2 separate regions of the Capra hircus genome follow, and region 2 is linked to region 1. The links are chromatin contacts, called in public Hi-C maps. All regions are on one chromosome and are shown on one strand. The core of a region is the stretch at or near the end of the contact, and the rest is flanking DNA. Distances in the headings are between cores, read along the strand shown.

Region 1 (3,778 bases), core at 698-3,197:
CAGTAGGACCTTGTTGTCTACCTGTTCTATATACAGGAGTGTGTATCTGTTCATCCCAAACTCCTAATTTCCTCCTCCCCCTGCACTTTCCTCTTTGGTAACCCTAAGTTTGTTTTCTAGGTATGTGAGTCCATTTCCTATTTGTAAATAAGTTCTCTTGTATATTTTTAGATTCCACATATATATTTTGGAGTGTGTGTTAGTCACTCAGTTGTGTCTGACTCTTTGCGATCCCATGAGCCCACCAGCCTCCCTGTCCATGGGATTCTTGGGGCGTGAATCCTGGAGTGAGTTGCCATGTCCTTCTCCAGGGGATCTTCCTGACCCAGGGATCGAATCCAGGCCTCTTGGGTCTCCTGCATAGCCAGGTGGGTTCTTTAACACTAGCACCACCTGGGAAAGCATATATGTTAAATACCACAAATGATATTTTATTTCTCTGATTTCCTTCACTTAGTATGATAACCTCTAAGTCCATCCATGTTGTTGCAAATCGCATCATTTCACTCTTTTTTTATGGCTTGGTGATATTCCATTGTCCATATATACCACATTTTCTCTATCCTTTCATCTGTGGATGGGCACTTAGGTGGCTTCCATGTCTTGGCTACCGTAATTAGTTCTGCTACGAACATTGGTGTCAAACAGTTCAATATGAAAAACCGAACTACCCAATCAGAAAATAGGCAGAAGACCTAAACAGACTTTTCTCTGAAGAAGAAATGCAGCTGGTCCACAGGCACATGAAAAGATGCTCAGTCGCTAATTATTAGAGAAATGCACATCAAAACTACAATGAGGTATCACTTCACACCAGTCAGAATGGCCATCATCAAAGAAAATTCTAGTTTAAAAAGATAAATGCACAATATCTTTTATATTCTCAGAAGTCACACACCATCATTTCTGCTGTACCGTATTTATTACACACCGTTCAGTCTCATTCAGTGTGGGAGAGGAGGTGTGAATATCAGGAGATGAAGACCAGAAAGGAACATTTTGGAGGCAGGCTAGTGCAGTGCGTTAGGAATCTCCAAAATTTAGAGGCTCTCAAGCAGAGGGGAAGATGAGTGTCTGGAGCAATAATCCTGAAATACAGAGCACGAGTGTGTGTTGAGGATTCCCAGAGTGGAAGACATAGGAAGATAAAACTTGAGTTCCCGCTGGGAAGGGGGTCCAGAGCCCACTCTAAAGAGGATCCCTCCCTGTAGAAAACAGAGCTTCTCTGGCAGTCCCAAACTGTTTGGAAGGTTCACATTCTTGTAAAGCTGTTTGTTTCCTCTGCCTTAAATCAAAGATTGGGTGAAAAAAGTCAAAGTTCACAGGCTGAAAAGAACTTACCACAGAATCTCCCAAATCGGAGATGGAGACCGTCTAGAATGCTCCGCTGTTTCATGCCAGGAACAGCTTTCTGTGTGGGACTGTTTTCGCTGTTTTCAGTCACATGACCGCATCCCAACAGTCCCTTTTATGATGTGCGGAAAGTGTACAGTAAGGTCACTTGGGTGATTCAGATCACAAAGGCCCGTTCTTCTCTGCTCGTTTGTCCAGCATCTTGTTTGCAAAGGTCCTAGCCTGGGGTCAGAGCCGTGGTGTTTGGAGGAAGTTCTCATCAATTGCTTACATGGACCTTATCAGCGGACGTAGAACAGGAAAAGAAAGAACAAGGATAAAAAAGCTAGCGAGTGAGGAAGAACTAAAAATGGGGAAGACGTAATGGAGAATGAAAGGAAAGATGCGTGAGAAAAAAGAAGGAATAAGAAACATGCACAGCCAGGCTCCCTAGAATGCGCAAGAGTGCTTTCGCCGTCCTTGGCCACAAGGTGGCACCCTTTGAACTTTCTTTCCCCATCAAAATATGAAGGCCCGGGGGGCGGGTGTTGAGAGGAGGGAGAAAAGAGTAAGCACTCCCCCAACCAAGAACAATTTGAAAACCCACCCCAAAATATTTAAAATCTGGGACAAAGAACCGTCAGGACGGAACTGCTTCAATTGCAAAACCTCAGCGCTGCCTCCCGAGCGGCCTGCCGGCCCGAGTCAGGAGCAGCCCCTTTAAAAAAAAGCGGACTACAGTATTGGGATTCTTGAAACCCGAAACCTAGAAACAGAATCGTAGCGGAAACCAGAAGGAAAACCTTGAACTCTTCCAGACAATTGCTTCCGGGGAGTTTTTCGGGAGAGCGAGGGGGAATAAAGGGCCCGAGAGGAGGGCCCCTCGGATGGCGCGCCCCTGAGGGTCCTGGCGAGTTCGAGGAGCGTGGGGAGGAGAGGACCATACCCTCTCCCTGGGGCTGCAGGTCATGGCCACCGTGGAGCAGAAAGCCCTGGGCATTGGCTTCAAGTGTCTTTCTTTGGCCACTTTTGTGCTCATCTGCGCCGGGCAAGGGGGACGCAGGGAGGAAGGGGGTCCAGCCTGCTACGGGGGATTTGACCTGTACTTCATTCTGGACAAGTAAGTGCCGTGAGTTGTTCCACCCTAGGCTAAGCTGATGATGCTTTCTACCCGGGCTGGGCTCCTTGGCAGGGTGGCTTTGGGACAGGCGCGCATCTCCAGGGACCCAGAGGGGCCGCGGGAGGTGGCGCTGGCCCCAGCTCTGCGCCTTTGTGGACCGAGCGCACGTCCCCATCCTTCCCGGCTGCAGGAGCCGGACGGGCAGGCGTCGCTGCTTGTTCTCCAGACAGCTTCTTCGCTGCCTTGCTTTCCGACGACCGAGGCGCCTGAGTTTGAGGATGGGAGTGTAAAGATGCTGTTGACCTACTACCTCTCTGTGAACCTTTTTCATTTGCTTTAGAATCCTTGGTGAGAAAAGCTTGCTTAGGAGAGGCAGAACAACGTTCACACACGTCTAAAGAAAGCGGCGTGGGTTTTTAAAAGCCAATTGTCTCTTGTTTAAAAACTCTGCCCTACGTATTCCTTTTCCCTGGTTCCTCATCATAGAATGTAGGCAGACTGGGCAGTTCGTGGAAATATAAGGCGGATTTCTCCACTCCACTGAGTTTGAGGCTAGGGAGTTCTTTGTTGTGGGGACGTCTTGTGAGTTGTAGGATGTTTTGTGAGCTGTAGAATGTTGAGCATCCCTGGCCGTAGGCTACCCTCTAGATGCTGGTACTACCCCCTAACCCCCCAACCCCCACTAGTCTCTATAACCTCCCCAACCCCACTCCTCAACCCGCACTAGTCTCTCCGTGGGGACAAGCAAAAATGTCTCCAGACATTGCCAAAAGTCCCTTGCGGGTATATTTCTCCTCCCTCTGGGCTTGAGAAACCCCGATGCAGGCGAAGTCAAGTTCTTGGCGATTTGACTGGTGGGCTACCAGGGAAGTGCAGGAGCCCTGGTTTTCTTGCAAAAATGGATGAGGCTTCAGGACTGTTCAAGGGAGAACTGAACTCTGCCCAATTCCCCGTAGACTTGCCAAGCCACAGTCATTCAAGGAAGTTGCCTGCTATCAACTAAAAAGCAGCTTTAACAATAAAAAGCCCCTCAGTGAAGATTAGTGCTCACTAGTGCTGTGTGAGCGCCCCACTGCCAGGACAGGACGCTTGCTGTTACAGTGGAGGGGACATGAGTTTCACAGACTGGAAAGTATTTGCCAGTTGGAAAAAGAGTCCTGCAAAATAAGCTGGCCAGCTAGACACCAAATGTGCTTTGCAGTTGCCCCTGGAGTTTGATTTTTTTCCGTAAAGGCTGTTTTGAACTCCAGATTCTTTGGATGAAAAGGGAGATCTCTTTCCTGCAGATTTATGAGAAGGTGGATACTGAAAATATACTCCAGTGCT
Region 2 (3,548 bases), core at 517-3,016, 340 kb after region 1:
TTGAATGGTTCTATGAAGACCTACAAGAACCTCTAGAGCTAACACCAAAAAAAAAAAAAAAAAAAAAAAACCCAAAAAACATGTCCTTTTCATCATAGGGGATTGGAATACAAAAGTGGGAAGTCAAGAGATACCTGGAGTAATAGGCAAGTTTGGCCTTGGAGTACAAAATGAAGCAGGGCATAGGCTAACAGAGTTTTACCAAGAGAACACACTGGTCATAGCAAACACCTTCTTCTACCAACACAAGAGATGGACATCACCAGATGGTCAACACTGAAATAACATTGATTATATTCTTTGCAGCCAAGAATGGAGAAGCTCTATACAGGCAGCAAAACAAGACCTGAAACTGACTGTGGCTCAGATCGTGAGCCTCTTGTTGCAAAATTCAGGCTTAAATGGAAAAAGGAGGGAAAACCACTAGACCGTTCAGGTATGAGAGGTGACAAATCGGTTCAAGGGATTAGATCTGATAGAGACAGCCTTAAGAACTATGGATGGAGATTCGTAACATTGTATAGGAGGCACTGACAAAAACCATCCCCCAAAAAAAGAAATACAAGAAGGTAACGTGGTTGTCTGAGGAGGCCTTACAAATAGCTGAGAAAAGAAGAGAAAAGCAAAGGAGAAAAGGAAAAGTATACTCAACTGAATACAGAATTCCAGAGAATAACAAGGAGAGATAAGAAAGCCTTCCTAAATGAACAAGGCAAAGAAATAGAGGAAAAGAACAGAATGGGAAACACTAGAGATCTCTTCAAGAAAATTGGAGATACCAAGGGAACTTTTCATGCAAAGATGGGCACCATAAAGGACAGAAACAGCAAGGACCTAACAGAAGCAGAAGAGATTAAGAAGAGGTGGCAAGAATACACAGAAGAACTATACAAAAAAGATCTCAATGACCCTGATAACCACAATGGCGTGATTGTTCACCTAGAGCCAGACATCCTAGAATGCAAAGTCAAGTGTGCCATAGGAAGTATCACTGTGAACAAAGCTAGTGGAGGTGATGGAATTCCAGCCGAGCTATTTCAAATCCTAAAAGATGATGCTGTTAAAAGTGCTGCACTCAATATGCCAGCAAATTTGGAAAACTCAGCAGTGGCCACGGGACTGAAAAAGGTCAGTTTTCATTCCAATCCCAAAGAAGGGCAATGCCAAAGAATGTTCAAACAATCATTACAATTGCGCTCATTTCACACGCTAGCAAGATAATGCTCAAAGTCCTTCAAGCTAGGCTTTAGCAGTACGTGAACGAGAACTTCCAGATGTACAAGCTGGATTTAGAAAAGGCAGAGGAACCAGAGATAAATTGCAAACATCCAGTGGTCATAGAGAAAATAAGAGACTTTCAGAAAAACATCTTCGTCTGCTTCCTTGACTACACTAACATGACTGAACACCACCACAAATAGCTGTGTGATAAGTTACTCCAAAATTAGCATTTCAGAGTAACAAACATTTATTATTTCACAGTTCCTGCAGTTGGGGGTCTAGCCAGGTTTGTCTGGGTCCTCTGACCTAGAGTCTCTCACAAGGCTGTGTCAGTCCGTGTCCGTAAGGACCGGTCAATGGTTAAATCCACCCCCAAGGCAGAGCTGTCCTTTTTTCCAGCAAATGAGTCCAGCAAATGTCCACACATTATCCCCAAGGGGACCTGTGCAGCTACCCGAAGCTGCATGCGGACGTTCCGGGCAGCCAGGAGCTTCACCTGGCGCTGAGGGGAGTCAAAGGGACTGCACTTTGACGCCCTCCACGCCCGCCAAGTGTGCCAGCTTGCACTGCTGCGCCGCAAGGCCCACCCCACCAGCCAGGAGGACGGAGCAGCCCTGACGGGTGGGGCTGGATGAGCAGCCCCCCTGTCAAATGTCCTAGGAGAGGCAGGTCCCAGCACAGGAAATGAAAGGATCTGAGTCCTGGGCTGCGGTGAAAAGGCATTTCCTCTTCTCTCTGGGCCTGGGGATAAAGTAAAGTTTGTCCCAAAGGTGAATTCCAGTCCCCACCGTCTCTCACACTTGAAGGCCAGGATGTAGGGAGGGTGTACACGGCCCTCTCTTTGGGGGAGAGAGGATGACGGCAGAACTCTGCTTCCCAAGGACGGGCTGGTGGCCCTAAGTACCACTACAGCAGGTAGGTGGATACCAGGACACTGTGTCTCACAGACCTCTGCTTGTCCAAGCCTCCCCTACAGTCTATGAAATATGTCAGCTGATCCCAGCCACATCACAGGGCACGGAGAGAAAAGCTTACCCATGTGAAATGGAATATCTGCTGCTATATCAAAAAACAAGAAAAGTCACAGCCATCAGCGATTTGGGGCCTCCAAAGGTGAAGGAGGGCTCCCAAAATGGCACACAACACACACGATTAAGCAGATGCCGCCACCCACCACCCCATGGTGATTGCTGAGGAGCTGGGGGGAGGACAGGAATGCAGAAGCAGCCATCTGCCACCCCATACGGGGAACAAGGATGTAGACAATCAGGAAACCGGATTTGGCCCCAGATAGCTGAGGTGCGGCGTATAAAGAAACGAATTCAGTGAGCCCAGAGGCTTGCATCTTCCCACACACAGAAGAACGCTAAATTCCTTAACTTGATATCGGATTTTCCTTACCTCACAATAATCTTTAATGTTCAGGCTGCCTGCCCCCTTTTTTGCAAACTCGTATATAGCCCTAACTCCCCTTCCTGCCTCCCTGGAGCAGTTTTCTCAGAGATACTGATGCTGTCTCCCAGGCTCAGGGTCCTAAACATTCCCACCAAATAAAATAACTCTCTACTTGCAGGTTGTGACTAGATTTTTATTTGACACCCACATCTTTGCATGGAATAGCAAAAAGAGGAACAATGTCCCTTGTCCCAAGCCAGGGCAGCCACGTGTTGACGCAAGGCAGAGCGAGGACCACAGGTATGTTCTTATAAGACAGCAGGCTGGGAGAGGCTTGGAAGAAGGGAGGGGGAAGGGAAGGGCCCGGTGTGGGTAGTGATCTGTAAGCTGACTGAAAGGTGAGTTTCTACTAGCAGGTAACTGCTGAGAGTCATACATACTGGCCAAACCGGGACAAGCCAGTTTGGCATTTGGCAGATCAAGGCTGAATCACCGGTCCTCCTGTTTGTATCTGCCGTTCAGCGTGACTGGTTTTTCTGGCCCCATGCCCTAGCAGGTCTTTTCAGATCTGCTCTCAGCCAGACCTCTGATCCCTCCAAGCTGACCCTGAAGATTAACCGGCAAGCCGGCCACCTGAGAGGCTGATGTCTGCTCTTCTTCACACCAGGGCCACTGCTCAGGGAGCATGAAGCAGGCCCTAATGAGACCCAGGGTCCCAAAGCTACCTCAACACCCAGGAATTCCAAATTGTTTTGAACAACCAGATCCAACTTCCAAATCAAGGCGAAATTCCACTTACCTTGGACTCTCGTTTTAGCTGCAGTCAGAAATAAAGGTGCCCTGGTCACACCCAGCCTGGGATGCTGAGGCAGACAGCATGCTTACCTCGAGAACACTGACATTCTTTTCTTGTCCCCACTGTGCTGTGTACT

What was found. Hi-C and Micro-C count contacts between places; a contact is called where the count stands out from the background.
Region 2: a contact with region 1 is called in a Hi-C map of blood, with 8 times the contacts expected there. The contact joins the enhancer-like site here to the promoter of ANTXR1 in region 1. A contact is called at or near these places in 2 of 5 Hi-C or Micro-C datasets (both in blood).

Annotation. Positions count from the first base shown.
Region 1 is chr11:67,081,821-67,085,598 of ARS1.2, forward strand. It overlaps ANTXR1 (anthrax toxin receptor 1), which reads left to right and starts at 1,948. Exons shown (of 18, transcript XM_013967784.2): 1 at 1,948-2,452. The coding sequence starts at 2,301.
Region 2 is chr11:67,417,570-67,421,117 of ARS1.2, forward strand. It overlaps LOC108637152 (a long non-coding RNA gene), which reads right to left. Exons shown (of 3, transcript XR_001918820.1): 2 at 3,502-3,548. Among named protein-coding and RNA genes, the nearest start is that of GFPT1, 82 kb to the right of the region's middle. Within about 2 kb of position 1,767, at least 1 of the 5 cell types and tissues checked has an H3K27ac peak or open chromatin away from gene starts, as enhancers often do.